2 separate regions of the Mus musculus genome follow, and region 2 is linked to region 1. The links are chromatin contacts, called in public Hi-C maps. All regions are on one chromosome and are shown on one strand. Each heading gives the region's core, a stretch centred on a gene start, on an enhancer-like site or on the middle of the called end of the contact. The rest is flanking DNA. Distances are from core to core; before and after follow the strand shown. Region 1 overlaps Necab1 (N-terminal EF-hand calcium binding protein 1). Region 2 holds the start of Necab1 (N-terminal EF-hand calcium binding protein 1).

The links. A called contact is a pair of places that touch in the nucleus more often than the background predicts.
Region 2: a contact with region 1 is called in a Hi-C map of cortical neurons, with 1.5 times the contacts expected there. The contact joins the promoter of Necab1 here to the enhancer-like site in region 1. A contact is called at or near these places in 3 of 484 Hi-C or Micro-C datasets (cerebral cortex and cortical neurons), 1 of 115 datasets of contacts at active chromatin or transcription factors (embryonic stem cells) and 1 of 9 other capture datasets (liver).

Annotation. Positions count from the first base shown.
Region 1 is chr4:15,108,116-15,114,103 of GRCm38.p6, forward strand. Necab1 (N-terminal EF-hand calcium binding protein 1) reads right to left here. Exons shown (of 13, transcript NM_178617.4): 3 at 3,079-3,187. Gm36801 (a long non-coding RNA gene) reads left to right here. Exons shown (of 3, transcript XR_390422.3): 2 at 5,961-5,988. Among named protein-coding and RNA genes, the nearest start is that of Gm36801, 18 kb to the left of the region's middle. Within about 2 kb of position 4,101, at least 3 of the 459 cell types and tissues checked have an H3K27ac peak or open chromatin away from gene starts, as enhancers often do. A contact at or near this core is called in cortical neurons, where this site is marked.
Region 2 is chr4:15,147,802-15,153,751 of GRCm38.p6, forward strand. Necab1 (N-terminal EF-hand calcium binding protein 1) reads right to left here and starts at 1,330. Exons shown (of 13, transcript NM_178617.4): 1 at 1,017-1,330. The coding sequence starts at 1,115.

The sequences.
Region 1 (5,988 bases), core at 2,851-5,350:
ACTGAAATCACTGGGGTGATTAATATTTTTTTTCTTTTCTTAAAGAAGAAAGGTTAGGTATATCTGCCTTGAATGTAGATAGTTAACATGAAGTTTGAAATTATGAAAGTTTTAGTAAGACAAAGAAGAAAATTTTAATTTGTTTTAAAATATTAATTTGTTCACAGTTCCTTTTAAGACATTAAAGCCGCCAATAATGTCCTTCTTTGTTAACATGGCTTTTTAAGCTCACCGTCTTCTTTTCTGTCAGACCATATAATTCAAGTACATTTTCCATACTTCACGAATCACTTCATGTAACAAGAATCCAGAAAGAAAAACATTCTGAGTGTTCAAACATAATGAAAAAAGTTATAAATGTAAGATATTAATTTTATAAGGTTATAGAGCGTGGAAATTATTCAGCATACTCTGGCCTAACACAGCATTACAGAAACAGAATGCTGCCTAGGGCTCATCTTAGATTGACATTTTTCTGAGTATTGAGCTCAAGCTTAGGCTGCATAGCTGGCCAGTGAATATAAGATACTTTCCTTACAAACAAGGGCCAGTGATTCACAGGTTGGCTTGAAATAAATCAAGTAGGGTATTCCTCTTATAAGAATTTTATCTAATTTGATGATTCATATTCCTTAATTATACTGTATTATAGAAACAAGCTATAATTAAAATTCTATAAATGACTACTTCTTTTTCTTTTTTAAAGATTTATTTTATTTATGAGTACACTGTAGCTGTCTTCAGGCACACCAGAAGAGGGCGTCAGATCCCACTACAGATGGTTGTGAGCCACCATGTGGTTGCTGGGAATTGAACTCAGGACCTCTGGAAGGGCAGTTAGTGCTCTTAACCACTGAGCCATCTCTCCAGCCCAAATGACTACTTCATATGACAAAGTAAATATTCAACCATCAGACATTGGGAGGGACAAGAACCAGGAAGCTGCTATGAATGGAGATATAGTCAATTTGCTAGGTTTTGCCCCACCAATATAATCAGCTTCTCGTGGGCCAAGCTGTGCTCCTGAAGTAATTGGAGTGGCTTGGGGTGCTGGGCAGTATTAGTATTTGGGGCAATAGCATGTGCCCTGAGAAAGTGAGTAGGAAAGAAAAAATAATTGGTGTACACAGTACAAACTTGGATCATGCAAGATAAAGGGTTTTTTGTTTTTTTTTTTCTTAGCTTAAAATAAAGCTCTGGAATTTCTATGTCAAAGCTTGAATTAATCTTTGTAAAAGATCAAAGCTTGACACTGACAACCTGTTTTAAGGAGGAATTTCATGAATATAATTCAGAGGTCTCCAACTAATATTCTTAATTTTAAATTGAGTATACTTACTCCAGAAAATGCACTATTGTTGCTAACACATATGTTAGTGACCAATAGTAATATACTCTTTAGACTCCAATCAATCACTGCACATCCCTGTTTTGAGTACTAAGTAATCTTAAATGTATCCAAAGTAAAACAAACTATGAAAATGTAAATAAAATGGCAAATCAAACCAGTAATGACAAGTGAAAATTTTCTCCTTAACTTTAGTAAATATTCATTGGAAAATATTCAGGACACCAAATTCTAAAACTAGAAATCTCAATAAATATCCCAAATCTAGATGTTTTAAACGCTTAACATAGTAAGGACGACATGAACAGCATGCTTGACAGAATTGCATGCCAGCTTCTAACAGGATACCCAAGACACCCAGAGACCCTCTACCTCCTCTGTATCCTTTCTCCCAATGTTTTCCTTCTGTGCATAAATGTTTTTCCTCAGTATCCATTTAGCTTAGTTAATATCTGCAGTCTTCCTCCATCTTTACCATTTTAGCTGCTCCCTCACAGAGCAACAATGACTTACAAGATGTTGCTAGAGCTCTTGACTAGATTCCCTTTGCCTTACATAAAGTTGAAGTACTTTTAAAACTTAGACTGTAAGTGATCTCTCATAGAGAGCATTCTTTACTCTCTGTGAATTCCCCTCCACTTTGATCTGGACAGTTGACATTTTTGTAAACAGAAGTGACGCCTATTTTTCTCACGCATCTAGAACTTTCTTCATGCCTTTTCTTGACTGGAATGCTCTCTCCACTCTCCTGCACATTTTACCTAAGCAGTTTCTACTTTCTTATTGTATCTCGGTGCCTATGAACAGTTTCTGAGTTGCACTGACCTAAAATGTCATTCTTTGTGATTTCAAGTGTCCTATGAATATATAAATCATAGTATTTTTGATAGTAGACTGAAATTATCAGTTACTGAGTCTAATGCTATTTCTGATAACAAAGGAGAAGGCATCGGCAAGGCAACTGAAAATCTTGTTGAACTTTAGAACCTTACTGATTGCTTGAAATATTCAGCCACTTGAGGAAAGTGAACTTAATCTTGTAAGTTTGTAAATAGCCTCAAGAAAACGTCTTTTCTTTTCGTAAGTAGAGCCCCAGAGCACTGTCTTAGCAGGCCTATTGCCTGGAACCACATCACTGCTTTGCCTAAAGCAGAATGCGATTGTCTAGACAGTAGGCATAGTGGAGGATCTCCAGGCGTGTGTGAGCCCACACTCTTTCATATTAGAATTCTATAATTGAGACTGTGGAAAATAATGTGATTTGGTTCAGTAACCCTAAACAAGCAGTGCATCTCTGTTGATATATATCCTAAAGTCCTCATTATCTTATATTTTCACCATGGGGCAGGGGATATAAACAGACTCTTCACAAATATTCTCCTACATCAAAAAAGGTATCCACATGCCAAGTAAATGAAGATCACCATGTGTCAACTCTTCAACTCTGTTCTGTACCTCCCCTTACTTGTAGTTTCCAGGTAGCAGAAATTTTCAGTTTATAACTGCAGTAATTTCATTTTAACATACCAATACAATAATACCCAGAGGATTTTTTTATACAAAGGAAGTTTAGATTATACCAAATATGAACAGTAACATTTTACTTATATAGTAATGACAGACTAAAATTTTTAGGAAAGAATATCCATTCCCCCGCCCACTTCTTGAATGACTCATTCACATTCTCCCCACCTCATTTCCAGAGTCCACTGATAAGAAATGCTGCTTACTTGGTATTGTGTGTGTCAATGGTGTGGAAGAGCTCATGTAGTTCTTCTCCACTGAGAACTCCATCTGCAAAATATGCTTTAAATTCCTCAAAGGACAATTTTCCATCATCTGAAATAAGGACAGAAGAGAAGCAAATCACTCCAACCTTGTGCACTGGTCTACTTTCATTTTTAAAACTTAGTCCTAGCATCTGTGCTTGTTAGCTGTGCATGACACACATACATTAAAAAAGAAAGCAAGAAGGAAACCTTTGCAATGTCAATAAAAATCCAACTTACTATCTCTTCATTGTATACAGCACACCGAAACATGCACTGGTGTATGGCCTTCCTGGTTTTGAGTATTTTTGTTTTGTTTTTGTTTTTCTTGTTTTTTTGCCATGACAAACGTAACACTGAAGGGAAATTTTTACCTAGCTATAGAAAATGAAATCCACACAGCAACACAAAGGGCCAAGCAGACATTTTGCTTTCATGATACCAAGCCTACAGAGAATGTAGCAGACCGCAAGATAAATACAAGATGCCTAGCAAGTGTGCTTTGATTGGATATTTACACAAGTATATGATTATTATAATTCAACAAACTATGTTCCTTGTTGTGTTCCTTCAACTAGTGACTGCTTTTATAGTCAAATAAGTTTCTTATTTGAGACACAATAGTGATACACAATTGGAGTATAATAAAGGAAAGATGTAGAGACATAAGCATAAGTATTTTTGCACAGCTGGGATCAGTAAATTCAATAAGAGACAGATGCACTTTATATATATGAGAATTAGGGTAATGGATTATTTTCATTTAGAAGAATAAGGGACAGGGTTAGTATCATTTACACCTCACTTTGAAGAAAAGCTCTGGATAAGCAGCGATGGAAAAAAACTGCACATTATAAACATGTTAAATATCTGTTCAGGGCACAGAAGCAACAAATCCGAAGGAACGAAGCACCCCTAAGGAACAGCAGGCATCATTTTCTATGCACAGTCATTTGTCAGGTTTTTCAGAGAGGCTGCCAAATGACTCTAAGTGATAGAATAAGCCTTTGCATTTATAATATGGGAGCTCAGAGCTCAGAAAGTAGTTGTCCTCTCAACAATACCACAATAAACAAAATAGAATCCTATCGCTGAATAAAAAGTATGATGTGATAGGGGTAGACCATCAAGATTATTTAGAATGCTTTCAACAGATGTCCCTAGACTGCCCCAAGGACTGTTTAAACACTGACTCCAGAGCGCTGCCCAAGCATCAGAATGGCACAAAGATCTCAGAGTGGATCGGCAAGATGGCTGGTTTTTAATAATTTGGACAGCTTCTACTTGCACTTAATCCAGGAGGTTTTACTATAAAGAAAACAGCAGACATGAATTACTTAATTCTTCAGGTAAAGACTTAAGGGCTGGGGTATGTTTTAATTATTTCTTAAATAATTAATTTTTTTGTTTACATCCCAAATGCTACTCCTCCTCCCTGTCACCCCTTCACGGAATCCCTCCCTCTCTCGCCCCTCCCCATCTTCTCTAAGAGGGTAGGACCCCCCTGGGTATCCTTGCATGAAGTCTTTGCCAGATTAGGCACAACCTCTCCCACTGAGGCCAGACAGGGCGTCCATGAAGACTGAGCTGCCTGTCTGCTACATATGTGCCGGGGGTGGGGGTGGGACGACTCGTTGTGCTGGGGTATTTTAAAGATCCTGGTTTGTGAAATACAGATCCTTAAGAGGAGAGATGTTAATTTTCATTTCATTTCTTTTTTTTTAGATAAACCACAAAACATTTATTTCTGTAGGTTTTGCTTATAAACCAAGTCAAGGCAGTAGACACAATCATGGAAAAAGGAGAAGAAAACAGACAAGTCAGCTGCCTATCAGGATGGCCTCTGGGTCTGTCTTCTCCGAGAAGCAGAAGTGAATAGCAAACAAGCCTATGAAAACGTGGGCTCAGCAAAGGAATGCAAACAGCAACAATCAAATGAGGAGCACGGTGCCTGGCTATGCTATCTTTTTTTTTTTTTTTTTTTTTTTTTTGCTTTTCCAGACAGCGTTTCTCTGTATAGCTCTGGCTATCCTGGAACTCACTTTGTAGACCAGGCTGGCCTCAATTCTTACTTTAAGTTGTTCTTTTGAGGTTCTTCAACCCTGACAGAATCTACTCAGAAGGCTGCTCGTTGCGTCCTGTGACTGCCTTCTACAAGCTGGTCGGTTGTTTTTGCTTTTGCAGTACTGAGGCAAGCCTAAGGTTTGCACTTGCTAGGCAAAAGTTCCAACCCTGCCTTCAATTGTTTTTGTTTTTGTTTTTTTTTTTTAAATTGGGTATTTATTTCATTTACATTTCCAATGCTATCCCAAAAGTCCCCCACACGCTCCCCCACCCACTCCCCCGTCCTCCCACTCCTACTTCTTGGCCCTGGCATTCCCCTGTACTGAGGCATATAAAGTTTGCATGACCAACGGGCCTCTCTTTCCACTGATGGCCGACTAGGCCATCTTCTGATTCATATGCAGCTAGAGACACGAGCTCAGGGGGGGGGGGGGGTGGTGGGGGGGGTGGGTAATTGGTTAGTTCATATTGTTGTTCCTTTTTTGAAACAGGCTCTCACTATGTAGTCCAGACTGGCCTAAAGCTTGTTATCTGCATGCCTCTGCCTTCCTAGTGCTGCTGCCACAGATTGGAAACAGCTATAACTCCAAGTCAAAAGTCAACGGTACAGTTCATCGGGTCCCATTATAAAATGTATTTCTCTCACAAAACTCATTTTCCAAAGACCTGATAATAACTGACAACTGGATTAACAATGATAATGTCATGTCTAAAATGACTTTTTAAAAAAGATTTATTTATTTATTTTATGTATATGAATACACTGTTTCTCTTTTCAGACACACCGGAAGAGGGCATCGGACCCCA
Region 2 (5,950 bases), core at 80-2,579, 37 kb after region 1:
GGGCAGGGACAAACGAGGCTCCTTTGCATGCTTTGCCCATTTTCCATCATGCTAAAAAAGGAGCGGCTAGAACTGTCCCCACTGAGCAAGCCAGACACTACCTGGGGGAACAGAGTGAATTTTACATGTGAACAGCAGCTAGAAGAGCCAGAACCCAGAAGGCAAGCAACCCAGGAACAGGAAAGCCAGGAAACAAAACAAGGCAGCCGGGTGAGAAACAAACATTAGGGACAAAGCGAAGCGGAATCTAGGAGCAAATTAAATCTAAAACTGAGAGAGAAAGAGGGGGGGGGGGAGAGAGATTACAGCATAAGGAGACAAAATAGCACGGAAAGAATGGTCAGGCTAGAGATGCGAAGCAAGGAAGTCAATTCCCAAGCAAGGAATGGGACCATAGGGAAAACCATCAAAAGCTAGAAGAGAAGGTTAATGATAGTAATTACAACTTAGGCAGGGCAGGTGGTGGTGGTGGGGAGAATAATAGGGAAGGCAGCGGGCACCAAAAGAGAAAAAAAAATCATTATGATAAAAGAGACCTTGGCTTCTGTTGTAAAATAAGAAAACGAATACGTTCAAAGAAATTGTTTTTGAAGGTAGCTGGGAGTAGCTGGAGGGGCATCACAATGTCTAAGGCTTCCGTCAGCGCTCCCAGCACAAGGGAGAGAGAGTGCCTGCCAGTAAATTGGGCAGCAGGGATGAGACCGGAATCAAGTCCTACACTGCTCAATGGGAGACTCTCCATTCCGGGCAGAAGCCCTAGGTTCTGGGAAGTCGAACTTTGGGGGCTCCTTAAAGCTTATAATCAAAGCTGCAGGTCTGGGACAGCTCTTTACAAGTTGGGTGGCAGTCCTTTCTCTTGCATTTATTTGCCTAGGGTCCTCTGGGGAACAGCAGATAGGAGATAGTTTGAGTGGAGGTCTGATAGCAATGCCAGCAGCCAACCGCTGCTCCTGACCCCTCCCCTCTCACAGAGGTGATGCCTAATGCGCCCACCTAACTACTTCAGCTATACTTACGTCGAGGAAGATGGACATGCCCTTGGACAGTTGCAGGGTAGAGCTGAGCTCTTCCGAGGAGTTGTTGGAGGAAGGCGAAGTCTCCCGGGAATCCTCCATCCTCAGCGGTCCTGGCGCTGGCGGGCAGACTGGGCGGGATGCAAAGGCTCTGACCTGGTGCTGTCTCAGCTGCTGCCTCCCCGCGCCGCGCCACCAGGGTCGGATGCAAGTGGGTGTTCGCTCTGAGCGCGCGCCTCCCTCTGCTCTGCGCGGACTCTCCTCCCTCTCCCGCCTCTAGGCTTCAGCACGCTAGCTCTCGCCGCCCCCTTCCCGTGGCTGACTGCACCTCACTGGGGATCCGACTTAGCAACACTGTAACTCCCCTTGCCAGTGAGCATTCCCTGGCCTTGACAAGCCCTTAGTCACTTGCCAGAGGTAACCTTCTGGACCCTGCCCACCACACCGCACTTTACATGACAGAGCAGATCAAGCTTTGTCCTGAGCATCAGAGGGGGGTGGGGTGGGGGGGTGGGGGGGTCAGAAGCACTGAGGGAAAACCATGAGTGGGAAGAAGGAATCGAGTTTTGCCTACTCCATCCTTGATGGAAACAGAACTCTGTGCCCCCCTCACTCCTCCCCACGCCCAACCTGGTTTCTGGATTCTGTCCTGGAAGGGATAGCTAGTTCAGTTTTGGATTAAGGCACTGGGTCTGGCCATCTGCCTTAGTTGCTTTTTTATCTTGTGGTGTAGCAAATTGCTAAATCTTTAAAGCTTAGTGTTTACGAATCGGCAAAACGATCACCAGGGTGGTGCTTAGCTTATAGTTCCACTGCTTGCACACTTGGCACTATCAGGTGTAGGGAGGGAGAGGCAAGCCCGGCACAACACAGACAAAATGTAGGGAGATAACTTGCCTTGCGCCAGTCGTCCTGGCCATGAGCCTTCTTCCAACACCATGGATTCTGGCGTTTCCAACCTCCCTACCTCCCGGCTGCTCTGAATCTACTGTTTACAGAGAGTGAGTTTGCAACTCTGGCTGAACGTTGGACTGTGTGTCACTTAGAGTGTGTGTCAACTTCAAAATGTCCTAACAGATGAATGAATTGTCATTCTTCCTGCAGGCTTTCTTCGTGCCTAGACCTAGAAGATCGTACTTTCTGAGCTGGGGTGCATCAAAGGCTTTTAAGAGCTGCACCCTTCCAATGGTACATTTATTCGTACTCGGAGTTAGGAACTCACTCCCACAAAAGCAAAACAAACAAACAAACAAACAAACAAACAAACAAATTAAGGCCTGAGTTTCACTTCTGGATTCATGTTCAGTTAGCATGTGGTTGTCCCTAGCGTATTTTTCCTCTCTCAAAGCGTCTCAGGCAATCTTTATGAGCCCAGAATTAATAAGCACTTAAAGAAGAAGAGCTACAGAAATTAAGCAAAGGTCAGTGACTTCAGACCTGTAAAGTCCAGGGATAAAACGCAGAGCTTCATTAAGTCTAGAGTCACAAACATGATTAGAGAAGATATTGATTGGAGCTGTGCTTTGAGGACTATTAGTCTTGCATCTTTGTGTATTTATACCTTATTAACTTCGAGTTATCTTATCTGAACAACTAGAATAGATTCTTTCCTCTGACAATTGCTTAGCAAAAAGAAATGAAAAATCATGAAAAAATTCCAGTCAACCCATCAAAGAAATACTGATCATTCAAATCACACAGAAACAAGAGAGATGCTGACAATGAATGTTATCGAGTTTACAAAAGCACCATATTTGTTCCTACTATTGACTGAGGAATATATCTGTGTCAATAAACATAGCCTAAGTCTGGACTCTCTAACTTGTGTGGGTCTCTCTGCCCTCAAATTCAGCCTTGTGAAATATGCTTGTGCTCATCCCATGGAAACAAGCCTAGGTGAAAAAGCAGATTTTCTTAGATTATAAATGAAAAACAGGAAAATAACCTGTCACTAATGTTCAAAACTAGAGAACTAGCTGCAACAGTGCAGTAAAGTGACCCCTGCTCCCTTTGCTGACAATGCATGCCAGCTTGTGTTTCTTCTAAGGAGCTATCAAGAAGGAATGTAGGAAGGCTGGTGGTTAAGCCTAGTGGTTAAGAGTACTTACTGCTCTTGAGAAGACCTGGGTTCAGTTGACTCACAGATGTCTATATCTTCAGTTACCCACATGATGCAATGCATACATCTAGGCAAACACTCATACACATAAAATAAAAATAAATACAAAGAATAAGAAAAGTACGGCGAGTGTGATTGCAAAGCCAGAAAAAGTACTGTCCGTGAAATCCTGGCTGAGTTCAACACCATAGCTCATAAAGATGGGAAGAAAGAATGGACTTCACGGGTCTCCTCTACAGGGACTTCATGACAGCTGTGCCCACACATAAACACAACATAACACACAGATATGTACACACATCATACACACATATACACACACACATACCACATTCATACACATACATGTACCACATATACACACATATGCACACACACATCATAAACACCACACACATACACATCATACACACCACACACACACACACACACACACATCATACATCCACATATACCACATTCATACACATAAAGACATATGCACACACACACACATCATACACACCACACACACACACACAGACATGCACACACATATATGCACAGTACATCATAAAATACACACGCACACACACGCAGACATGCACACACATATATGCACAGTACATTATAAAACACACACACATAATTTTAAAAGAAGAAATGTAAATCATTAAACAACTTGCTCGTTATCATTTCTTTTTTGTTTTGTTTTTGAGACAGGGTTTCTCTGTATAGCCCTGGCTGTCCTGGAACTCACTCTGTAGACCAGGCTGGCCTGGAACTCAGAAATCTGCCTCCCAAGTGCTGGGATTAAAGGCGTGCGCCACCACTGCCCAGCTGTTATCATTTCTTTTAATGATTTCCACAAGAATTGTATTCTGCTACAGCTGACTTACCTCTATGATGAAGATAATGGTTAGGGAAGGCTCCACCAGAACTGGGTAACAATTAGATTCTCATTCACAGCCAAATTCAATCGGTTTTACAAAGTCGTAACCGAACATATTTTTGGTTTTCTTTTTATCTAGAGAGAGAGCCTTTTGAAAACTGTTTTCACACATCGTTTTGCTGAAACACAGATGCTGTACTGCTGTGCATAGTATCAGTTGCAAACAGCAGACAGCTGACTGGAGGGAGGAAATGTATCTTCTTTCCAACTTACTTGTACTGAAGGCCTGGGCAGAAAGGAAGCAAAGGAGAAAGGAATGTAATTGAAGATTATAGCTCCCAGACTTGCTATAAGACTGACATGAAGATATTTGGAGCATTTCAGCAAATGATGGCTATGTGGGAATGTATTGAATTTCAATCCATCTGTCTCATGAAGGAACTATTATCTAAACCATTTCAGACTGTCAGGGATCTATTTTATTTATACTTCAAGTCTAGGGAGCACTATCCTTGAGAGCAATGACTCAGGATCCTTCCAGTCTGGTTAATGGACATCCTGTTGCTTTGGCAACCTTAGATCCAAACCCATTATTTATCTGGAGACCTGAGCAGAGGGTATATGTTCTGAAGACAGGCAGGAGTCAAATTTTCTGTACATTAGAAGATGATTACACTTACAGAATCCAGAGCAGACGTTGAAATGTAGGCTTAGCTGAAAGGATGCTTAAATCCAAATACAATATAGGAAAGGACACTTGTTAACTACAGCAGGCACACAGAGGTGAGTGTGAGGTGGCCTGTAGCTGCAATGCTGGAAAAGCCCTGCAGGTAATGAAATCAATTTAGAGAAGGGATTTTGTGAATAAGATTTTCCCCTATTTCTTTCCTGGCAATTCGATTACTGCTATTTAGAAAAACTTAACTGATTTTACTGTGTGAATTTTGTGTCCTGCTACTTAAGTTAAAGAATTTGTAAGATATAATAGTTTTATGGTAAAAGAATCAGGATCTGATGAGTATAGGATCATGTCATCTACAAAGAGGGATAATTTGATGTCTTCCTTTCCTGTTTGTATCCTTATTCTTTCTTCCTCTTGCTTTATTGCACTAGCTAAGACTTCAAGCACTGTATTGAGTAGAAGTAGATAGAATGGACATTCTTGTCTTGTTCCTAATTAGTGAAAAATGTTTTCAGGCTTCTAAACAACTAGAATAATATTGTCTATAACTTGTCATACACAGCCTTCTTCTGCTCAAACTTGCTCCTGGTTTCTTTAGAGGCTTTATCATGAATGGTTGCTAAACTCCGGCAAAGATCATTTCTGCATCTATTCAGATAGCCATGCCGTGTCTGACCCTGAGCATATGCACATGCTATATATAGACTTGGACATGTTGAATCATCCTGTTTACAGCAATTTAACTGAGACATTTTACACGTATATTGAGCAGGGAAATTAGTACACACTTCTTTCCTTATTGTTGATATCAGGGTCATTCTGTCTTCATAGAATACCTTTGACAGTGCCACTTCCCTTTTGCTCTGTGCAATAGTTTGAGGAACGTTGTTGTTAGCATTGTTGTGGGATTCAGGAGTGGCTCCAGCTGGTCCTCTTTTTGCTTTATTGGAAGATTGGGTTGATTTGTTTAGTTTTGTTTTTATTTTTTCTTTCTATTACTTTAACCTTGATGCTTTTAAAGATGATTTGTCTCCTCTTATTTTAGTCTTAGTGGGTCATATGTACTTAGAAATTTACTCAATTAAAAATGTTTCAGTATTTTTGGAAATATTTGTTTTTAAAGTATTCCCTAATGATACTTTGTATTTCAATTGAATTTTCTGTTACATATATACCTCTTAGCTTCCAATTTATTAGTTTGAGTCTTCTACCATTTGGGGGCTGATACAGCTAGGGGATTGTCACTCTTATTTCATAAAAGCTTA